Regions from separate parts of the Mus musculus genome. Here region 2 is linked to region 1. The links are chromatin contacts, called in public Hi-C maps. All regions are on one chromosome and are shown on one strand. The core of a region is the stretch at or near the end of the contact, and the rest is flanking DNA. Distances in the headings are between cores, read along the strand shown.

Region 1 (5,540 bases), core at 833-3,332:
GCCCCAGGAAGATAGAGTGCTATGTTCTCTTGCCCACCTCACCAGCAGCAGCCCCTAGCTTCTGAGAAGGTGCCATCTGGGGGCTTTATATGTTGCACAGCTCTCTGATGTTGCTAACCACAGACATTCTTGCTAGGGCTGCTTAGGTCACATCTGTCCTTGGTCTCTAGGCTATCCAGGCCCCGTCTGCAGTTCACAGTCATTCTTCTCCCCCACAGGGCTCCCAGATACCCTGTAAGCAGCCTGCAGACCCCTAAAGGGGGCAGTGTTACCTCTGCCTTCTAGCAAACCCAGCCTCTTCTGGGTGATTACTGCTCTTCAGGAAGGCATTTGATCTTTAAAAGAAAAGCCAGAACACAGAAAACCATAGAAGTCTTACAGTGTGTCGGGTGTGTGTTTTTAAAGCATGAAAATACTTCCCTCCCACACAAACGGGGAGTTCTTCTGGGGAAAGATGCCACAGATCCCGAGGAGTGGCAGATCTGGGAAAGCGGATGGGTCTTAAAAATAGACAATTGAACCTAGACTAGAGCTGCAAAGCTACCTGGGGGAAAAAAATGAGAATTTTTAACTAAATCTCACATATTTTTTGATATCCAAAACTCCATCCTGATGAAACTTCTAACTGGGTGGCATTTTGCATTTCCAATTATAATGGAGTAATTGTGTTGCCATAGTGACTGCAAAATTCTGCAATAACTTTTGCTGCCTTGTAACTGCTATAGTGTATATTTGTGTACAAGCAGCTGAGTTTTCTTAATTCAACCTCCTTGCCTCTCCACAAGCACTACACCTACCTACACCACCACCACCACCATCACCTTCTTTCTGGGTGGATTTTGAAACCACTACACTAGCTTTCATCAAGCCGGTCCTGAAATAATGCACGGAATTATCAGAAGCAATTAAAACTCCTGGCAACCTCGATCATATCACGGAGGAAAAACCGAAACCAGGTCAAGGTGCAAGCCGCCAGCATCCCCCTAGCCCCAAAGTGCGACAGGGCCATGGCTGTTTACACGTTAATACTCGCAGGCCTTAAATGCTTAGGTGGTTTGTGGGAACAGACAGAAAAGCCTGAGCAGAGAAAAGCAGGGAGGCAAAGTGACTACACAGGCCTTTCCTTCCTCCCCGGGCAGGCAGAGTGGCTCTCGGAAAGCAATTAGGTAGGTCTCTACAGTAATGCAATTAGGATTTAGTTAAGAAAGTCATTAGTTCTAAAATAACTTAAGTTTAATTTCTGCGACGCTTTATTTGAAAATCGTGTCACAGCAGGTCAATTTACAGCATGCAATAACCAAAACACTGCTATCAGCGGCTGCAAGTTATTAACAAATTCTCGGTGTGCATTAAAGGAGAACACGGGTTCCACACCCGGCCTTTCCGACCGACTCCCGCTGTGTGAGCTACAAGCTGTGCCTTCGGAACCCTCGCTCAGGGTGGACACCGGTCGTCTCCGGGGCTAGCGCAGCTCCTCGCCAGCCCAGCGACGGTCCGGGCCCGGCCGCGGCCCCCGCCCCGCCGCCCGCCGCCGCCGAGGGGCGTTTTCTGCAAACTCACAGGCTGACAAAGTTACATAAACGCCCCGGCCCCCGCCCCCGCGCGCCCACCTGCCCGCCCGCCGGCGCAGGCCGCTCTCCCGCCCGCCAGCCCGCGGCGCAGGGCCCCGAGGCCTCGGCGGGGCCGGGCGTCCACCTGCCGCCAGCAACCGGGCGGCGCGGACAATGACGGCCGGTGGCTTACCGCGGCGGCGGCGGGCCGCGTCTAGCCCTGCTCCGGCGCTCCGAGCCGCATCTCCTCAGCCTGCGCCGCCGCCGGCGGGCGGGCGGGCTCGGGCGGCGACGGCGACAGCAGCCGCGTTGAGCGGGCCGGGCGTGAGGCGGCGCGGCGGCGGCGGCGCGAGCAGGCGCGCGGGCTCGGGCTCGGGCGGCGGCGGGGATGGTGCTCCGCGGCAGCGGCCCCACAACCTCCCCTCCTCATTCACAAAAAATTGACCCACGTTGAACCATGATGCTGCTCCCCCTCGAGCGCAGAGCCGCGCGGGGATAGGCCGCGCCCTACGCCCGTCAGGCGCCCCAGCCCCGCCCCTCCCGTCGGCGGCCCACCAGCCATTGGCTACAACGGCTTTGCGTCACCTCCCCCCGTGGGCGCCGCCCCCTGCCTGGTTTCTAATGAAGAAAGCGTCAATTACGGCTCGGCCCCGCCTCCAAGAATTCAGCCGCCCTTCCATTGGTCCGAGAGTCCTAAGTCCGCCCCACAATAGCCCAACAGCCAGCCCCGCTTCGCGGGCGCTGCGAAGGGGCTCCGCCTTCGTCCGCCCTTCTCAAAAGTTCCAAACCCCATTGGCTCCCAGCATTGTCAATTCTAATGAGCGGGGCGTACCGAAGACTCTCCAGGCGCCCGCTCTGAGAGCTTTTGCTGTTTTAGAAAGAGCAGGGAGCTGGTGCGCGAACTGATTGAAGCCGTGGACAGACCTCCTTGGCAGCCCGCGGCGCTGCCCGGGTCAATACAGTGTGCCTGAGCGCCTGTCTCATGCTCTAAGGGGGCGCGGAAGAGCACAGACTAAGGCGAGGGCCCGGCCGGGCCTGGCGGCAACCTCCATCTTAGGCAAGGCACAGATCACGTGGGCTGCGTGCGGGGGACGCCGAGCCCAGAGGGAGTGCGCAGGCGCGGCGGGCCCCGCCCTGCCCCGGGGCAGGCGCGCCGCTTGGGGGTGCGGCTGTGACTGTGGGGCCTTGCGTGGCCGTGGGAACTGGGGGTTCTGGGACCGCTGCTGTTGCGGAGGTGTATTCTTGGTTCGCCGCCACGGCGTCCCGGTTTGTTGGGACCACCCCTTCTCTGAGGTTCTTCTAGACCTGGGCCAAGCGCCTATAATTGGCGTTCACGAATGTGGATGGGCGTGAAAGGCCATCCTTCTGGCTCCCTTGGGTCCATTTCCTTTCATCAGGAGAGTAGTGCAATTTCTCATCCTGTGTCCATGATATTTCCAGAATCCCACATCCAAAACGAAGACAAGAGCATCTGGTCCACCCTACATGGCCTGACCTAGGATGCTGACCTATTTACTAGGCCTTGCCTGATAGGAGTTGAGTAGAGATTTAATAGCATTTTTGTTCCATGACTGGGGGAAAATTGAAGGTAAAACAATTCGCAAGAAGCAATAGATTCTTTTCATTATCTCAAGGTAATACTGAGTTAGAAAGCTTCATTCACTGGGAGAAATTCATACTCTAGGATAGCTCAGCTGTGAAGCCAAGGGATGAATTGTGGAATAGAAAAGAGCAGAAGAAAATGACCGCACTTAGGAGTGCTAGTGCAGCTGCTTATAGAAAAGTACACTACCAAATTTACATACAAAATAATGCAGGATCTGCAGCCTGCTAACATTTAGATGAAACATGAAGTTCAGAAGTACTTGAAAGGATAAAGACATGCAATAATCACAGATTTGGTGAGTACTGAGTAAAGACAACCCTAAACAAAAGTGCCATGAGAAAGTGCTGGAATATAATCTTAGATGCAGTTACTCTGAAATGATATGGTTCGGTTCCAGGGTCGGGGGAGTATTGCTCTGTGCTGATTAGACCTCACAGAATTGTGATTGGTACATAGAAAAAGCTCTAGCAGCAAACAAAGAGTAGGGGAAGGGCACCCCAGTACCACCAGGGTTTCTATAGGGCTTTACAGAGTCCCATTCTCAGACAGAGGCTTGGTGTTAGAAACCAGGAGATCAGAAATAAAAACAGACCTCTAATACAAAAACACCCAAGAATTAGTAGAAGCCCACCAATTAAAAATTAAACACAAAACCTTAGGAAGAACAACAATATCAACCAGCCAGACCCCACCCCCCAGAGCTTCCAGGAAGTAAGCCACCAACCAAGGAGTACACATGGCTCCAGCTTCATTTGTAGCAGAGGACGGCCTTGTCATGCATCAATGGTCCTATGAAGGCTGGATAGATGCCCCAGTGTAGGAGAATCGAGGGTGGGGAGGTGGGAGTGGATGGGTAGGTGGAGGAACACCCTCATAGAAAAAGGGGGAGGGGGGGTAGGATAGAAAGTTTCTGGGAGGGGGAAAACCAGGAAAGGGGATAATGTTTGAAATATAAAGAAAATATCCAATAAAAAAAGGGGGGGTGGATTTAAACACAAAAACTACTTTCCGACTAAAGATAGAGCACACCTGACTGGCACAAACAAGACTTCGTTTCCTCCCCAATATGGAGAGAGGTCAGGCTCAGCCAAATGGGCACGCCTATAATCCCAGGATCTCAGAACTTGGAAGTAGAACCAGTCTAAGCTGGGTGGTAAGATACATGCTCAAGACTCTGGGTTTGATCACTAGCCACCTAGAAAGGAAAAAACTTACAGACATACTAACAGCAGCAGTGAATGTGCACTGAGTATGTGGGTTAAACACATGACTTTAGAACACATAGCAGAAAATTCCCAGTTGTATCAACCAGAGAATACTGTAAATACCTAAGTATAGCTTCAAAAGCAACTGAGAGTGGCATGATTGAAAAGATGAGCAGGTAAGAACAGTCAAGAAGAAGAATGAAGGTAAAATTGCTCCCAGAAAATGAATAGACTTTGGGGTGGAAATTGATGGACCTGTCTGTCCCATCTGTCACTGGTGAGCAGCCTTCTGAGCCAAGGCCTAGGACGGACCAGTTGTTAGTTATTTGTAATATTAATCCTCTAGAGACTTAAAAAGTAATGAAGATGGCTTTTCAAGTCAGTGGAAAAAGAAGATGGAATGCAAACTGCTAATAATTTGAAAATAATGAATTTCTATCTCATGAAGAAGAGAAATACCTAAGCATTTAAAAAATACTTTAAAAAAAACTGTTAATGGGCATATCTGTCAGGCATATCATTAACAATCATAAAAGAAAGTACTGAACACTTGGCTTCATTGAAAATGGTTAACATAATAAGCAGAGAAATAGACTAACCCTGGTTGTGAAATACCCAAGAATACTACTCAGCATTATAAAAGCAAACCACAGGCAGATGAATGTGAGTAGCTTGGTGATGAAACCAGACAGCAACAGAACCCCCAGGAACCAGGGGGCCAGAAACCAGAAGAGTACTCTACTGGATGGTGGCAAAGGGCGGTGTGGGAAGCAAGGGGTAGAGCTTTACAAAGGGAAAGAAGACAGGCACATGGGGTGTGGAATACGGCTTGCATGAAGATAGCTCCCTTTCAAAGCTCACTGGAGTTAAGAGCTACGCCTTTCTCAGACAGGCTTTACCTGAAAACAGCACTGCAGGAAGTGGCTGCCTCACTTTTGAGGCATCTGGACACAAATGAGCTTTACAACAGGGCAAGGCTTGCATCATCCTTAGAGGCTGGTCTTCACAGGAAGGAGGCTTTCAAAGCCGAGACAAGGACCAGATTCCAAGCCAAACAAGCAGAGGCAAAGACAAGAAAACAAAAGAAGGAACGCCCAATGAACATGACAGAATGTTCTATTCCTTAATAACAGGAGAAAGGCAACACTTTATCTGTTGATAAAAGGAAAAGTGAAGAAA
Region 2 (4,946 bases), core at 2,066-4,565, 1.3 Mb after region 1:
CTATGTGGAGATGACCTAAGTCAGCAAAGGCACCCATAGATCAGTGACACCAAAAGACAGAGATTTAGAAGGCCGATAATCACTGTTTGTCAGCCCACTTGGAGTTTCTCAATACAATAGAAATGGTTCCAAACATTTGCTAAATTTGCTATCTGTAAGCTGATCAGTGTGAGCCACAGAAAGGAGATCCAACTGCAGTCTATTATGAATCATGCAACAGGCTATCACTAAAAAGCACAAGAGCCATGAAGAAAGAGAGAGATATAGGAACCAAGCCAACAGAGACCAGACCATGCCAGTGCCATAGCACCTTCGCTGTCTCAAAGAACCTGGGACAAGAACTAAGTGTGGCCACGACTCATCAAGAGTGTTGCATCTCTTTCTGTTCATCAGAGCTAACAGAGCTTCTAGAATCAAGTTAAGTATTAGGAGGCATAGTTATACTCTGTAGCCCAGGCTGGCCTTGAATCTCTACATCTACCTGATTAGCCTCCCAAGTGTTGGAATTATAGACACATACCTTCTACCATTTCTGGTGTGTAGCTGTTTCTTTTCAAAGGTTGCTTTTTATTTTATGTGAGATTTGTCTAAATACATATATTGGCAATGAAGAATCTATCTTACAAAGTATCATAGGTCATCTCAATGGTCATAATCCTGTCCAACCTGTCAGACTGAGAAGGTACTGAATATACACCATTAAGACATCTTCATACAATCTCAGCTAAGCCCTCTACCATTCAAGAAGTTAACCATATGTTTGTCCAATTCTCAACCTTTTGCTGTATGCCATTGGCTATAATATTATACCTTCCCTTCCCTACTCTTTCTGTTTACAACACTCCTTCCTGCCAACTCTACCTGGAAATACTCTGTAATCATTCTTTAAACTCCAGTTTCAGGACCATTATATTTTTGGGGGAGGAGCGGGGAGACAGGGTATCCTGTAGGTCAAGCAGACCTTGAACTCACTATGTAGAAGAGCTGACACTGACCTCCTGATCTTTCAATACACAGTGCTGATTACTCCACAATACAAAGCGCTGGATTACTGATTTACAATCACATTCTTTATGAAGGATTTTCAACAAGTAATCATAGTCTACTTCCTATCTCTTTTACATATTTCCACTATGGGCTTTGCAGTAAGTAATCATAGTCTATTTTCTATTTCTTTTATATACTCTCATTATGGTACAAATTAGCCTGCAAAATAAGCTTTCTTTCGCAAGTGTTATCTTCTACAGGAAATCATAAAGAGCTAGAAAAAAGGGAAAAATGATGTTTTTCTATCTCTGCACCCCCAGAATCCCTAACATGTGTGGCACTCGGCTCTTTAATGTTAAAGAAATGAGGTTATTAGGCTGATATTAGACATTTAGAAGGTCAAAATAAAACTAAAAGAAATGTACTTGAAAGCCTATTTGGCCACTGAGAAGTGGGCCTGCCCACAAGAGAGAGAGGAAAAAAATAAGGATCTGCTTGTGTGTGTCCCTGTCTATTCTGACCTGTCTGCCTCTTTCGGGTATTCTCAAGATGAAGTAAGTGTCTAAGCAGTGCAGGCCTCTAACCAACGCTACCAACAAAGCTTGGGTGCCATTGGAAATTACTTAACTGGTTTTCAAAAATACTATTTCTGAGACTGGAAAAGATATGCTCCATTATCTCTAAGTTTAAAGATGTCATAATAGGTTAAGAGTTGTTTTGAATCCATAAGTAGTAATTCACTTAAAAACAAAACAAAAGCCCAAAGCCCCTTTTAGAGCTACATTAAATGACTGCTTTTAAGTATCCCCATAGCTAACATAATTAACAAATTTAGCCTATGGGTACTTTAAATCTTCAAAACGTAAGCTTAAGCAATAGGTTTCACCCAGTGTTTTCCTATTCACACCCGATTCCATAATAGAAATTTAGCTTGTAGCTACTACTAGCTTCAAACAAAATTTTGTGACTGGTTTAACTGGGCTTCAGAAAGTTACTAAGAAAGTGGCTCTTTAAATGGACACCAACAAATATGTGAAGTCATTGTTTGAGAGCTTAAGGTGACTAGCAAAACCCAAAGCTGAAGGGCGAGCCAAGTTGTAAGTGAAGATTATAACCCTCCAATTTTCCCCATGCTTTATCCTTGTCTGTAAAGATAATAAAACCCAAGACAGTCTCCTTTGGTTCAGTTATATCGTATGCAAACACATGCCCAGTCGACCCTCCAATCTTCTAATTCAGACAGGATATGCAGTGTAGCCTCGAGCACTGGGATACTTTACTCAAAGTAATAACGCACAAAAAAACCACTCCCTCACAACAAGGCATGTGTCAGAACAGTTCGGAATACCGACACTGTGCATATCACCCACTAGGGTTGCGCGATTGCTGTTTCTTCTCTGGGGAGGTACTCTAGGGTGTTTTCCTATAGAAAGGCCTTGGTGAAAGGCCTAAGGTAGGAGTTTACGATCGCTGACCAGCCAGGGGACCTCCTGCGATTGAAGGGAAGGACAACCCGAGCCAGGCCGCAGCCCAGTACTGCACCTTCCCAGCCAGCTTCAAGCCGGTCGCAGAGAGCAGGGCATGCCGCAGATCTCTCCGCCCGCCCCAGTCTGAAAGAGGGTAGGGGGCCGTGCCGGCTCCGCCCTCCCCCGCGGGGCATGGGCTCACGACCACACAGGAAGGCCACGTCCCCAGGGACAGGCACCACTCTATGGTGTGCATGGGGGGGGGGAGACCCACGTGACCAGCACGTAGCCAATCCCGGGACGACAGCCCGCCATAGAGACGGCCGCAGAGGCGGCTAGAGATGCCCGCCGGCAAGTCACAAGCGCCCGCCTATCCCGGCTCGGTGTTCCTAGCTCGGTGCTGCCGCCATCTTCCAGGAGGAAAGGATAGAGGCAAAGGGCTCCCTCCCCTTCACTGCTCCGCACTCACGCTGCCACCTGCCCGCCCCCGGTCGTCTCTCGCTCTCAATGGACACCTTATTCCTCCTTAGTAAATATCCTTCCCACAACTCTAGTTTCCCATAAAGCGGAGAATCTCGTTACCTGCTCCTCTTTTATTAGCGTGAGGAATCCAAGCTCATAAGGTAGGAACTGTGGCGAAACAGGAACAAGACGCCATCTTGGTAAAGGAGAAGAGGCTACGCTTGACCTCCCCCCGCCCCCAGCCTCTATATGGCCAACCGCCGTGGGAGGGGCACAGCGCCTGCGCAGAGGCGGACGGCAGGATCGCGTCCACGCTTGCGCTCTGCATGCAACCGCGGAGGAGGGGACTACTCGGGGCCCAGGAAGGAGTTGGCAAGGGGCGGGACGGCGCGATGACGCCATCTGTTCGCGCGCGCTCTACTGGGCGGGGCAGGTCCGTGCTCTCGCCTGACGAGCGTTCTCCGGCGTGTGAGCGGGTAAGTGTGTGGCAATGTGTACCCACTGTCGCGCGGGCTCGAGTTGAGCTGGCTGTCCTGAGAAAGGGCTAGAGTTCTGCCCTCGCCCGGGCCGCCTAGGCGGTGATAACGGGTACGGAAGTGAGCGCGTGGGGGAGGGGCGGCCGCACCCTTAGTCCGGGGCTCCAGCGATGGATGCCTGGCTGGCGTCGTCCCTTCGAGGACAACTGGACGGGCGGCCCCCATCTGGGTGATCCTGCTGGCCAGGTCCAGGGCATTGGGGCGGGCGTGGCTGGGCCCAGTGAAGTTATGGCGCACAGTCCAAATACTATGTGGTGGAGAGTCGGGCGTTAGGTTCACATCTACGAAGCACTTGCGGGGCCATCTTCCCACGTAACGGTGCCATTTCGTCCTAGGGATGAAAAGGACTAGTCACCCTGGGATGTTAATGAAGTTCCCCAATTTAAGGCAGTGACAGGAGCGTTATGGAGTGGTTTGTCTGCTGTGGCCTTCCCCGAGGTAGTGCGACGCTAGACAAAGGGCTGCAGCCCTGTAAGTGACACGGGAAAGGGAGCATGGAGTGGAGGCCTTTGACTGAGAAGCCATGAAGTCTAACTCTGAAGCGGACCGCAGGCCCAGACCACGCCTGGCCCTTTTGTATCTTCCGGCCTCATTTGTTAGTGGCGCCTTGCCTTGTCCTGTACTACGTTTCCAGACTTTCAACACATAGAACTTCTAGTTCAGACCGTTGTGGTCTCTATGGCTGGTTTTAACCCAGTTTACTCCTCGTGTCTGGAGCGCAGTTAATCTCGAACATTCTCTGTCTAATGTTTATCTGTTGTGTAGTTCCTGTTCGCTGCTTGTTATTAGTTAGGACTCTCACTGGATTCGATATCCTTTAGACGGTTTAAGTGTTTCTCTGGCGTCAAATATTGGGGTCCCTACTGTCTATCAAGGGATTTAAGTTTTAGGTTTTCAACCGGGCGTGGTGGCGCACGCCTTTAATCCCAGCACTTGGGAGGCAGAGGCAGATGGATTTCTGAGTTCGAGGCCAGACTGGTCTACAAAGTGAGTTCCAGGACAGCCAGGGCTATACAGAGAAACCCTGTCTAGAAAAAAAACTTAGGTTTTTTGTTTTTTTTTTTTTTTCCTTAGTAGTGAAAATTGTTTTAGTATCTTAGATACATTTTTAAAATCCGTCTTGTTAACATAAGGAAAAACAGGAGTTTTGAAGAGGTCATAAAGGCTGTTTCTTCATGATGCTTCTAATTTGAGACTCCTTATTTTCAATGGCTTTTCTGGTAGTTGCCATTCAGGAATTCTTTGCAATACCCAGCATTCAAACTGTCAGTGTGTGCTGCTATATCTAATTTTGGGGATGATTTTTTTAGTTTTAAAAGTTGTCCTGATCCTTTTTTATCATTTTTCCACCTAGTGTCCCCCCCCCCCCCCCCTTTACAGAGCACCAGAGGTCAGTAAAGAACAAGAGCTTCTCCTTCTGGGTTTGCTGGGTAGCCTAGGGAAAGGAGGTGGGGCCTCCCTCTATTATCAATCGTGAATGTAATTAAGCTCCCTT

The links. A called contact is a pair of places that touch in the nucleus more often than the background predicts.
Region 2: a Hi-C map of myocytes shows a contact between it and region 1, with 9 times the contacts expected there. The contact joins the promoter of Septin2 here to the promoter of Hdac4 in region 1. A contact is called at or near these places in 1 of 39 promoter capture datasets (pre-B cells) and 1 of 484 Hi-C or Micro-C datasets (myocytes).

Annotation. Positions count from the first base shown.
Region 1 is chr1:92,178,259-92,183,798 of GRCm38.p6, forward strand. Hdac4 (histone deacetylase 4) reads right to left here and starts at 2,083. Exons shown (of 27, transcript NM_207225.2): 1 at 2,000-2,083.
Region 2 is chr1:93,475,678-93,480,623 of GRCm38.p6, forward strand. Septin2 (septin 2) reads left to right here and starts at 3,316. Exons shown (of 13, transcript NM_010891.2): 1 at 3,316-3,391. It also overlaps a transcript of Hdlbp not described here.